Regions from separate parts of the Mus musculus genome. Here all the other regions are linked to region 1. Evidence: chromatin contacts called from public Hi-C data. All regions are on one chromosome and are shown on one strand. The core of a region is the stretch at or near the end of the contact, and the rest is flanking DNA. Distances in the headings are between cores, read along the strand shown.

Region 1 (3,275 bases), core at 773-3,272:
AGGAGCCCGGATAAGGAAGATGCAGAGAACAGGCTGGGCACCCTTAAGCTGAGGCAGTGTTCAACAGGCACTTATATTCTTTTAAATACTCCCCCATAGTTGCATAGTTGTGTGTATTGTTTTTTAAGCTTCTAAATACATATTTGAAGAGAGCAGCCACTAAGACAGATAGCATGGAAGCAAATGGTTTTGTTTGATGAAGCTAGATCAATAAAGTGCGAAAGCTGAATAGTTAGTATTATATAACATGTGTAAGCATATATTGCATATGTATGTATAGAGAGATAAAGTATTATATCAATGTCCAGATGGATTGGTCGCCAAATTTAATTATATGTATTATATATTATATATAACACACACATGTAGACGTATAGCTAAACTGGAGAACAATCCATCTGGAGTTTATAAAATTAGGAGGAGTACTGAGGGGGCAAGAGCAAGGTCAGAAAGCAGAGGCAAGTCTGGGGAGGGGCTAGGCTCAAAGCAGGGAAGCTGTAAGAGCATCAGTAGGTTTGGCTTTTAGCTCTCTTCTCTCCAAGGAAAACTTGTAGTTGATCACCATCCCTTCTTACCTCTCTAGGATGTTTTCAAGGTTTCATGGGCAGGGAGGGAAGCAAGACCTCAATATCTCCAGAATAAAAAGACTCAAGGGCTATCAGACTGGCAAATACATAAGCTGGGGGAGAACCATAATTCTGAGTCAGAAACCTCTGGTCTCAACTCTGAGAGTGTGGCCTGCTAGGGATACGCAGACCAGGGAGTGATGGGGAAATCTCCATATAAAATTATAGGCAATGGAGCTGTTGAGCTATAAATTGCTATGTTTAACAAAGGTCATGGTGACCATTACCAATCCTGGAATCTAAGCTTGCTTGCTTCTGTTGATAGACTCTTGTGTCTAGTTGCTGAGCTGTTGTACATTTCATGGGAGGCACATCATGCTATGTTTGGGAGTGTCTTCTCAGAATATGGAAAAGATCTAGGAGCTCAGCTGGTAAATGCTTGAGTTCAATGTCTAGAATCCAAGCTTTGCTTTTGTTTTTGCTTTTAAGGCAAAGCAGCATATGTTTGTAAACTCGGAACTGGCAAGGCAGAGCCAGGCAGATAGATCCCTGAAGCTCACGTGCTTAGCCTCTTCCAGGCAAGTGAGAGACTGTCTCAAAGAAACACAATAAGCAACAAAGCTAGGTTGCCTGGGGATGTGTGCACACTAGTGGTGGAATGCTTAATGCTTGCCTAGCCTATCAGAGACTCTGAGTTCAATTCCCAGGACAGAGAGAAAAGAAAAAGAAATGGGGATGGTGTGTTTGAGCAGTCAAGGTTGTCTTTTTGGTCTACACACACACACACACACACACACACACACACACACACATACACACACAGAGAGAGAGAGAGAGAGAGAGACAGACAGACAGACAGACAGACAGACAGACAGACAAAGACAGACACACACACAGAGAGAGAGAGTGAGAGAGAGAGAGAGAGAGAGAGAGAGAGAGACAGAGAAACACACAGAGAGAAACACAGAGACAGAGAGTCAGAGAGACAAACAGGCACAGAGAGATAAAGATCAAAGAGAGAGAAAGGAAGGGAGGGAAGGAGGGAGGGAGGGAGAAGGGAGGAAAGAAGGACAGATATCAGATAGAGGCAGAAAGAGTTAATTAGGTGTTACAAAGATTTCCTATTGAAGAAGTAACATTTAACTTGTACGGTTCATATTATTTTGAATCTTATCTGAATTTTGAAGCCCAGTGAAGAACATTTTATATTAAACAACAATTAAAGAGGCTCTTGTAATACAAGAGTGGGCCATACACATTGAGGGGCTTCTAATACAGCACCCTATGTACTTTCAAGGTGTAGCTTGAGATCAATAGCATTACAGATTTACAATGGAGGTCAGAAACTCCAGGGAGCTGAACGATTCACTTGAAGACACTCAGTAGTTAGAAAGTGGCTGCTGTGGGGACTTCAAGTCCAGATAGGAAGCAGTGAGTGAAGGCTCAGATGGATTCTCTTCCGTGGCTTGGCATTCAGGAAAATGAGCCAGTCAAGCTGAGACTAAACCAGCTTGGAAAAAGACACCTTCACCTACTCAGCGCCTGATTAGCTGAGGGAAGCGGCTGCCCTTTCCTCCTGCCCTGGGAAGAAACAGTGCAGCCAGGGGCTCGGGTCTAACCAGTCTCCCCTTCAATTTCTTGCTCTCTGTTTCCACAGGTGCAGCGTGGAGGAACTGTCAAGGTCTCTGGGGTACAGACCGGGCATGGTGATGGGAGAGGATGGGAAGGGGGTCTTTGATTCCAGGCACATCCACTATGAACAGAAGCATCTCTGAAAGCTCCGAGACATATCTCCCGTTAGCCTCCCAGCTTCCTGCCCACAGGGAGTAGAGACGGTGCCTGTGAAGGGTTAAGCGTTGTGTCTTCTCTCGCTGGCATGTCTCCCAGGCTAAGCAAAGGCTGTTTCATCGCGTATGGATATGAAAGACAAACTGTGCAGATTGAAAACATCTGTACCGTGAGTGAGCCGGGCCACATGTCCACAGTGCCAAGCTGAGGCTTAGCTCCGTGTGTGCCCTTTTGTTTGACTTTGGGAGAGCAGCACAAACAGATACAGTAGGTTCTGCTTAAAGAAAAGAGGCTGATCAATAGAGGTTTGTATAGCTTATGACCTTCAACCATAAACAGAAATTTGAGGTAAAAATCTGCACATCCCAGATCAATTACCAGATTATTTATCCCTTTGCACTGCTAATGTTCCCGATGTGCCTTGCATACTAAAGAGCCACGGGGGAAGAGGATTTATGTCAAAAAAAAGGGTGGGGGGAGGGAGGCTGTGCGGATTTATTAGTTGTGGCAATCAAAGCATGTGCCATACTTTTTTATATAAACAGGCCTGTGGTGATTGTGTAGATCAGCTAAGACAAATTTGAAGATTCCAGAACTTTCAGTCCATGTTACCAGTAGCCTTAAAGAACCCATTTCTAGCCGGGCAGTGGTGGCGCACGCCTTTAATCCCAGCACTTGGGAGGCGGAGGCAGGCAGATTTCTGAGTTCGAGGCCAGCCTGGTCTACAAAGTGAGTTCCAGGACAGCCAGGGCTATACAGAGAAACCCTGTCTTGAAAAACCAAAAAAAAAAAAAAAAAAGAACCCATTTCTATTTTTTAAAGAAGCTTTAGCCATGTGTCACAATAGGCCTTTTTTTTCTTCATTGTGGTTTGCTGTAAATGAAAGTACATATGTTTTGTGGGGCTCTTAGAAGGGGCACG
Region 2 (3,343 bases), core at 636-3,135, 170 kb before region 1:
TTGGGGCCGTGGTGATGGAATTTCCCAGTGTTCTGTCAAGGTTCATGGAAAAGATTTAAAAGGAGGAGGAAGTGAATGAGGCTGATCGGTGAGAGGGGAGAAGCTGGGTGGAAGCAGGCTGGGTTGGGGCAGAGTTTGAGGAAGAAATCATGACACATTCCAGTCCTCCTGTCTTCTTTCTGCTCTACTCCTAACACTCAATGTTAAATGTTTGCCAAAAGGAGGCTAGTCAGCAATGGTCCTACAGAATGGCATCCCTAAACTGATTCTTTTCTCTGGTGTATTTCTTGCACACCCTGTCAACTTGGCTTACTGTGCAGCTGCTGGACTTGGTTGGAGGAGCCATGGAACATGGCAAGTCTGGGCAAAAACACAGACCATAAGAACTACAGTCCTTTCCTCCTGCTGGGTTTCTAAACACTGGAGAGAAGAAGTTGCACGGAGAAATGAGTCCTGAGTCCTGGGAGAGATTTCCTAATCAGCAAGGGATGCTAAGATGATCCCTTCTCAGGGCGAAGGATCATGGGAGTCAAGATTAGTATTGAGCAGTGGTAAATGAGAGACCCAAGGGTGACTCAGACTTGGTTTCCATCCAGGTCTTTGCACTCCCCATCAGGAGAGCTATTTGAAATGACCACTCACTTTTTCCTTTCTGTCTCTGTCTCTCATTATCCTCTCTTTATTTTTATGCATGTATAAATATGTACACTTTTAAATCTAGCTTCTGTATAAAAGAGAAAGCATGGGTTCTTCTTGTTATGCGCTTTGACTTATTTCATTTAACCTGATGTTTCCAGTTGCATCCATTTTTATCCAAGTGTCAAATACACACACACACACACACACACACACACACACACACACACACACACACACACACAACACGTGTGTGTGTGTATACATATATGTGTATACATATATGTGTGTGTGTGTATATATATATATACATATACATACACACACACACACACACACACACACACACACACACACACAAGATTCCATTGAATAGAGGTATTGTCTCTTCTTTGTCCATTTGTCTGTTGATGGACATCTCCTAGGCTACACAGAAAGACTATGTAAATAAATAAAGATTCAGATAATTAAATAAATACATAAATAAAATTTCCAAAAGGTAAAAACAAATCAGTAAGTGAAGAAATAGCCTTGAGCTCATTTTAGACTTTCTTTTGAGGGAATGGAGGAATCACTCAAGGCTCATAAAGAAGAGGCTGCCATGGTCAGAAATGATTCTCTGCTAGAAATGAATTAGGAGGTATAGAGGGGAGCCTGACACAATGTTACAGTGATGAGCACTGAGCGTGTTATCAAGAAAAGATGGATAAAGGTGTTATTGACAGGGCTGAGGAGATGGTCCAGGGATAAACCACTTGTTGGTAAGCATAAGGACCTAGGTTGGGAGACCACATAAAGATGGATGTGATAGTGTGCGCTTGTAATTCCAGGTCTTTTGTGTTGGGATAGGAGGCAGAGGCAGGAGGATTTCTAGAAGCTGGTAGGCAATAGTGATGGTGAGCAAGAGAACCTGCCTCCAACAAGGCAAAGGCAAAAGCACTGACACCTGAGATGTTCCTCTGACCCCCCCCCCCCCACACACACACACACACACAGGCACTCGAGGAGAGAGGGGGGAGGGGAGATTAAAAGAGTGGATAGATAGGGAAAGAGAGGAGCAAATGAGGATGACTCTGTAATTGTCACGTGGATGGCGAGCCCTGGAAGGAGACAGGAGGCTCGCCAAGGACAGCCAAGCGTATTGTTAGGAATGAGGAACCTGAGAACACGAGGAGCAAACTACCATGGTGTGAGCCACTGAAGGAGCTGGATATCTAAGACTCGGGATGCTGGTTGTCAGGGAGACACTACCCATGATGTCACACTCTGGTGACTGCTGTTAATGAAGTGTAATTAGCAACGTGGACAGAACACATGGACAAAGAGACATGGGATACATTCCCTAAGCCTTTAGAAAGGGACTCATTCTCATGCTATCTGTATGCCAGAATTATTTCCTTTTCTTTTTTAATATTTTCTTCACTCTTTTTTTGTTTTATCCAGTTCTTTTACTTTGTGTGTGTTTTACCCCTTTAGGACAACAATCTCAAACTTACGGGGGGTTGGGAGGAACAAAAAGGAAGGGAAAAAGTAACTGTTTTTGTTTTTGTTCTCTCTCTCTCTCTCTCTCTCTCTCTCTCTCTCTGAATTTCCAGTCTAATCCAAGAGCAAATCTGGCATAAGGGAAATCATTTTGGAAAATAAAAGTCACCTACAATGGGGCTTAGAGGGGATCTGGGAAGAAGAGGCAAGGGAGGGGGGCAGGGTTTGGATGCAGTTTTAACTGCGGGGTGATCCAAAACAGTTACGTTTTGAAAAGCCTGACAAAACCAAGTGAGAAGGAGAACAGGCTTTTCAGCTCCTCTAACCCCGGACAGCTGGCCCCCTGCCAACGTCAATATTAGCCAAAGAAGCTTGGCCCCCATTCAGGCTGATCAAATGTGACTTAGGAGGATGCGCGGACCCAGGCTTAGAGGACGCACACGCGCTCCGTGAGTCAGGATAATAATTACAGGCTTTAATAAACGCAAACACGGTGATAACAGCTTTACATAGTCAGGGCTGCCGATGCCAAGACCCGACAGTCACCAATTTGGGATTTTAGCCATAACCAAGGAGCCCACTGGTACATTCCCTCCTCATCACGAGCCTCCCCTCTCTGCCAGTACTCCATAACCTAGCAACCCCAACCAGTCACTTGGCTTAGGTTCCATCAAGGATCCAGATTTGGCTCCCGATGCGCCCTACTGCCTGATCGTGGCTCACAATGTTCTTCTCTGCATGGCCTTCTTTTTAAACTCACTATGCAAATCCCAGTGTTGGGGTTCAGAGTTAGGAATGAGAGGGGCCTGCCTTCCTTCCCTCTGGCAGGTCTGAACTCTTAGTATTTTTAGAGACTATGTTCATGTTGCATACACGAACACACACACACACACACACACACACACACACACACACACACACAGACACACACACACACATACACACACAGACACACACACACATACACACACACACACATACACACACATACACACACACACACACACACACACACACACACACACACACACACACACACCTTGCCCCAACTCATTCAGAACTGCCTAAGATGTACAGTTGAATAGACAGACACGTCACTTAAAAGCCTGAGAGAATCCCTTATAGGCTTCCATTCCATAGCTGACTCTCTTATTCACTAGTTACCCAAAGGTGAGCCTGTTTCCATCTTCTGAGTCCACAATCCTCACTTATTAAAGAAGAGTCA
Region 3 (3,026 bases), core at 307-2,806, 200 kb before region 1:
ATCATGGGATATTCTATAAGGAACCGGTACTATGAAATCTTCCATATTTCATCTTACTGAGCTCCATCATATGCAGTGAGAGAATCAGAGCTTGATAAGTTATTTCAGTGTGTGTGTGTGTGTGTGTGTATGTACATGTATCCTCTTGTCTATGTGCATGCATACACCTACATAGGCAAGCAGAGGCCAGAGAAGAGCCTCTATCATTCTTTACCTTATTCCTTTGTTCCTAATAAGATCTCTCACTGAATCTAGAGCTCAGCTAGGTCAGCAAAGCCCCTGTCCCCAGCAACACTGGGGTTGTAGGTGTATGTGGTGCCACACTTTGGTTCTTCATTTATGTCTTGGGACCTGAACTCAAGACCTCCTGATGGCCCTGAAATCACTCTCACACTTTGAGTCATCTCTCCAGCCCCATGATTTCCATGTTTTTTTTCTTTTGGGATGAGAACACAGTGTAAAATTGCTGTGCTAAGTAATGGAGATGCCAGCAAACAGGGATGTACATCAAGGATCGTAGTGAAAAGCTTGCTCCGGGGATTCTGTGGCATGATACGTGGTAACCACATTTTAGGTCCTGGTCAGGTGCTGAGTCCTCTGTACTCTGTGGCAGGCACTGAAGGAACCTTGTCTTCTGATACAAGGGTATCCCTGCTGTGTACCCTCTGGCTGATGACTGACTTTTTGCTAATCCTTATTTGATTACAAAAATGCCAAGGACGAATTCAGTGGTTTGCAACATGTCTCTTGTCCCCAGTTATATGATCTTGCCCCTCTCCCCCCATTTATGAGAAGTGTGGTTCATAACAGTGCCAGAAGGAGTGCATCATAGGAAGTAGACTTCAGGGCACAGGAACACGATGTCCAATGGATGGTTCCATGTGTATGTTGCCCACTGACAGGTGGAGGTGGTAGGAGTGACCTGAGGGGAGAGATGGCAGGACATGGTTTAGTTTCCCTTGGAGGCATGACTGGCTGTGTGGGAGGTTTTCTTTCAAGGTTTTCATCCATAGGCGGATGCTTCAGATGGGTCCACTTTGGGATGCTAGGTTGACTCTCTTGCGCATGTGGTCACTCTTTTCTTTGTTTTTTTAACCCTACTTCAATAAATTAACTCCAATGGTACCCACAGAGAGTGTGGGATGTCTCTTATGGAGAGAGAGAGAGACAGAGAGACAGAGAGATATATAGGAGGAAAGACAGGAAGAAGAAAGAGGGGAGAGGGGAGACAGAAAGAGAGATAGAGAATCCCTAATCATCTGATAGGCTATCACAAGTAGACTCCTTTTTCTCTAGCTTGCAAAATCTATCCAGGGCTTTAGCCTTATTTCATGCATGGTCAGCAAAAAAATCTATACAGTGGAGAGCAACCTGCTTTCCCCTTTTTGACTGGAGGGGGCTCAGGAGACCCTGCAGGAAGCCCAGGGTCCAGCCCGGAGCTCTGGAGGAAACACATATTGCCAGCATTCAACAGGCGGCGCTCTTTGCCTAGGTGTCAGAAGCCAAGTCCTGATGCCTGCCTACTGCAGCTGAGTAAGCCGGATGCTCATCTGAAAACGAAAGGTTGCTCCCTTCCCTGGAGTGGGGGCTGACTCATCCTGCTCCTGCACACTGTTTGGAGCCCTGTAGGTTCTACCCTGAGAAACCAGCAAAGGTGAGCCCTTGGCCTTAATCTCTGGAGGCACCCCAAGTTCCTCAGTCAGCCTCAGATGGGGAGTCCAGGCCCTCCCGCAGGGCTCTCCTGCTAGGGGGCTGTCTTGAAAACAAGAGCTAGAGAAATTTCTGGGAACCTGGGTGAACACTCCAACGGAGAGGAGAATAATGAATATTTCATGGAGGTGGCTGGAGTTATTAAACAACATTACACGCGGAGCGTGTTGGCAGGGATCTGAGCCACATTTACATGAGTAAAAATAGTGAGAAAAGAGACCCAGAGCTGGGGCAGTGTAAAGGAAATCCCAGCAGAGCTCGGATGGAAGCAGCTTTCAGCCCCTCCAGGTTCAGGTGAAGGCCTCACTCTGTACCCTCTGACCCCATCTCCAGGAACGTTCCATTCCACAGTCAGGGTGTGGATAAGTAAGAGCTGAGAGCTGACAAAGTCCCTAGGGACTTTGATTCTCACACTGCACAGTATGTGTGTGTGTGCGTGTGTGCATGTGTGTGTGTGTGTGTGTGTGTGTGTGTGTGTGTTTATGTCTGTGTGTGGAGCAGGGTGTGTGTATATGAGTGGCATGTGTGTGTGTTTGTGGTGTGTGTAGTGTGCATATGTATGTGTGTGTTTGTGGTGTGTATAATATGTATATGTTTGTGGAGTGTGTGTGATGTGGGATGTGTGTATGTGTATGAGTGGTATGTGTGCTTGCGGTGTGTGTATTGTGTGTGTGTATGTGTGTTTGTGGTGTGTATGGTATGTGTGTTTATGTGTGTGTTTGTGGGGTGTGTGTGTGGTGTGTGTATGTGTGTGAGTAGTGTGTGTGTTTGTGGTGTATGTGTTGTGTGTGTGTATGTGTGTGTTTGTGGTGTGTGTAGTATGTGTGTGTTTGTGGTATGTATGTGTATCTGTGTGTGTGTCTGTGAGTGTATAGGCCCTTAGGTAACACTTTCCTTGTCTTAGGGAACCTTGAGGGTTAGAAGGGGCTTAGAATCAGGCCTACCTCAGGGATCTGTCCTGGAGTCTCAGATGTCTGAGTCAGAGGGAGTCAACACTGCAGGAAGACTGTATGCTTTGGACTAGAGTGAGGTGGCTACACTGGGGCTCTATGACCCCTGAGGCCACCCGTAGCTGAGCTATTCCCAGACCTTGTCTCTGATGGACAAGAAGAATCAAAGGCCTCTTTGTTTATCCTCTGCCCCAAGCTCTGAGAATTTTGTCCCTGCCTCTTGACCTTCCCTCTTGTAGTACGTACTCACAAGAGGCATGGAAGAGGGAACTCTTGGAAGAAAGCAAAGATGTAGGGAACTAGAATCAGAGAAAGCCTGGACCATCTTTGAGCCCCTGGGTGAGCAGCTTAATTACACTGGGCCTC

The links. Hi-C and Micro-C count contacts between places; a contact is called where the count stands out from the background.
Region 2: a contact with region 1 is called in a Hi-C map of uterus, with 5 times the contacts expected there. The contact joins two enhancer-like sites. A contact is called at or near these places in 8 of 484 Hi-C or Micro-C datasets (the AML12 cell line, adipose-derived mesenchymal stem cells, nephron progenitors and 1 more) and 1 of 115 datasets of contacts at active chromatin or transcription factors (stem cell-derived neural progenitor cells).
Region 3: a contact with region 1 is called in a Hi-C map of uterus. The contact joins two enhancer-like sites. A contact is called at or near these places in 8 of 484 Hi-C or Micro-C datasets (embryonic fibroblasts, epidermal suprabasal cells, neural progenitor cells and 1 more).

The regions. Positions count from the first base shown.
Region 1 is chr8:115,942,463-115,945,737 of GRCm38.p6, reverse strand. No RefSeq gene overlaps it. Among named protein-coding and RNA genes, the nearest start is that of Gm31164, 38 kb to the right of the region's middle. Within about 2 kb of position 2,022, at least 58 of the 459 cell types and tissues checked have an H3K27ac peak or open chromatin away from gene starts, as enhancers often do. A contact at or near this core is called in neural progenitor cells and uterus, where this site is marked.
Region 2 is chr8:116,115,338-116,118,680 of GRCm38.p6, reverse strand. No RefSeq gene overlaps it. Among named protein-coding and RNA genes, the nearest start is that of Gm31225, 74 kb to the left of the region's middle. Within about 2 kb of position 1,885, at least 61 of the 459 cell types and tissues checked have an H3K27ac peak or open chromatin away from gene starts, as enhancers often do. A contact at or near this core is called in uterus, where this site is marked.
Region 3 is chr8:116,142,906-116,145,931 of GRCm38.p6, reverse strand. No RefSeq gene overlaps it. Among named protein-coding and RNA genes, the nearest start is that of Gm31225, 46 kb to the left of the region's middle. Within about 2 kb of position 1,556, at least 66 of the 459 cell types and tissues checked have an H3K27ac peak or open chromatin away from gene starts, as enhancers often do. A contact at or near this core is called in neural progenitor cells and uterus, where this site is marked.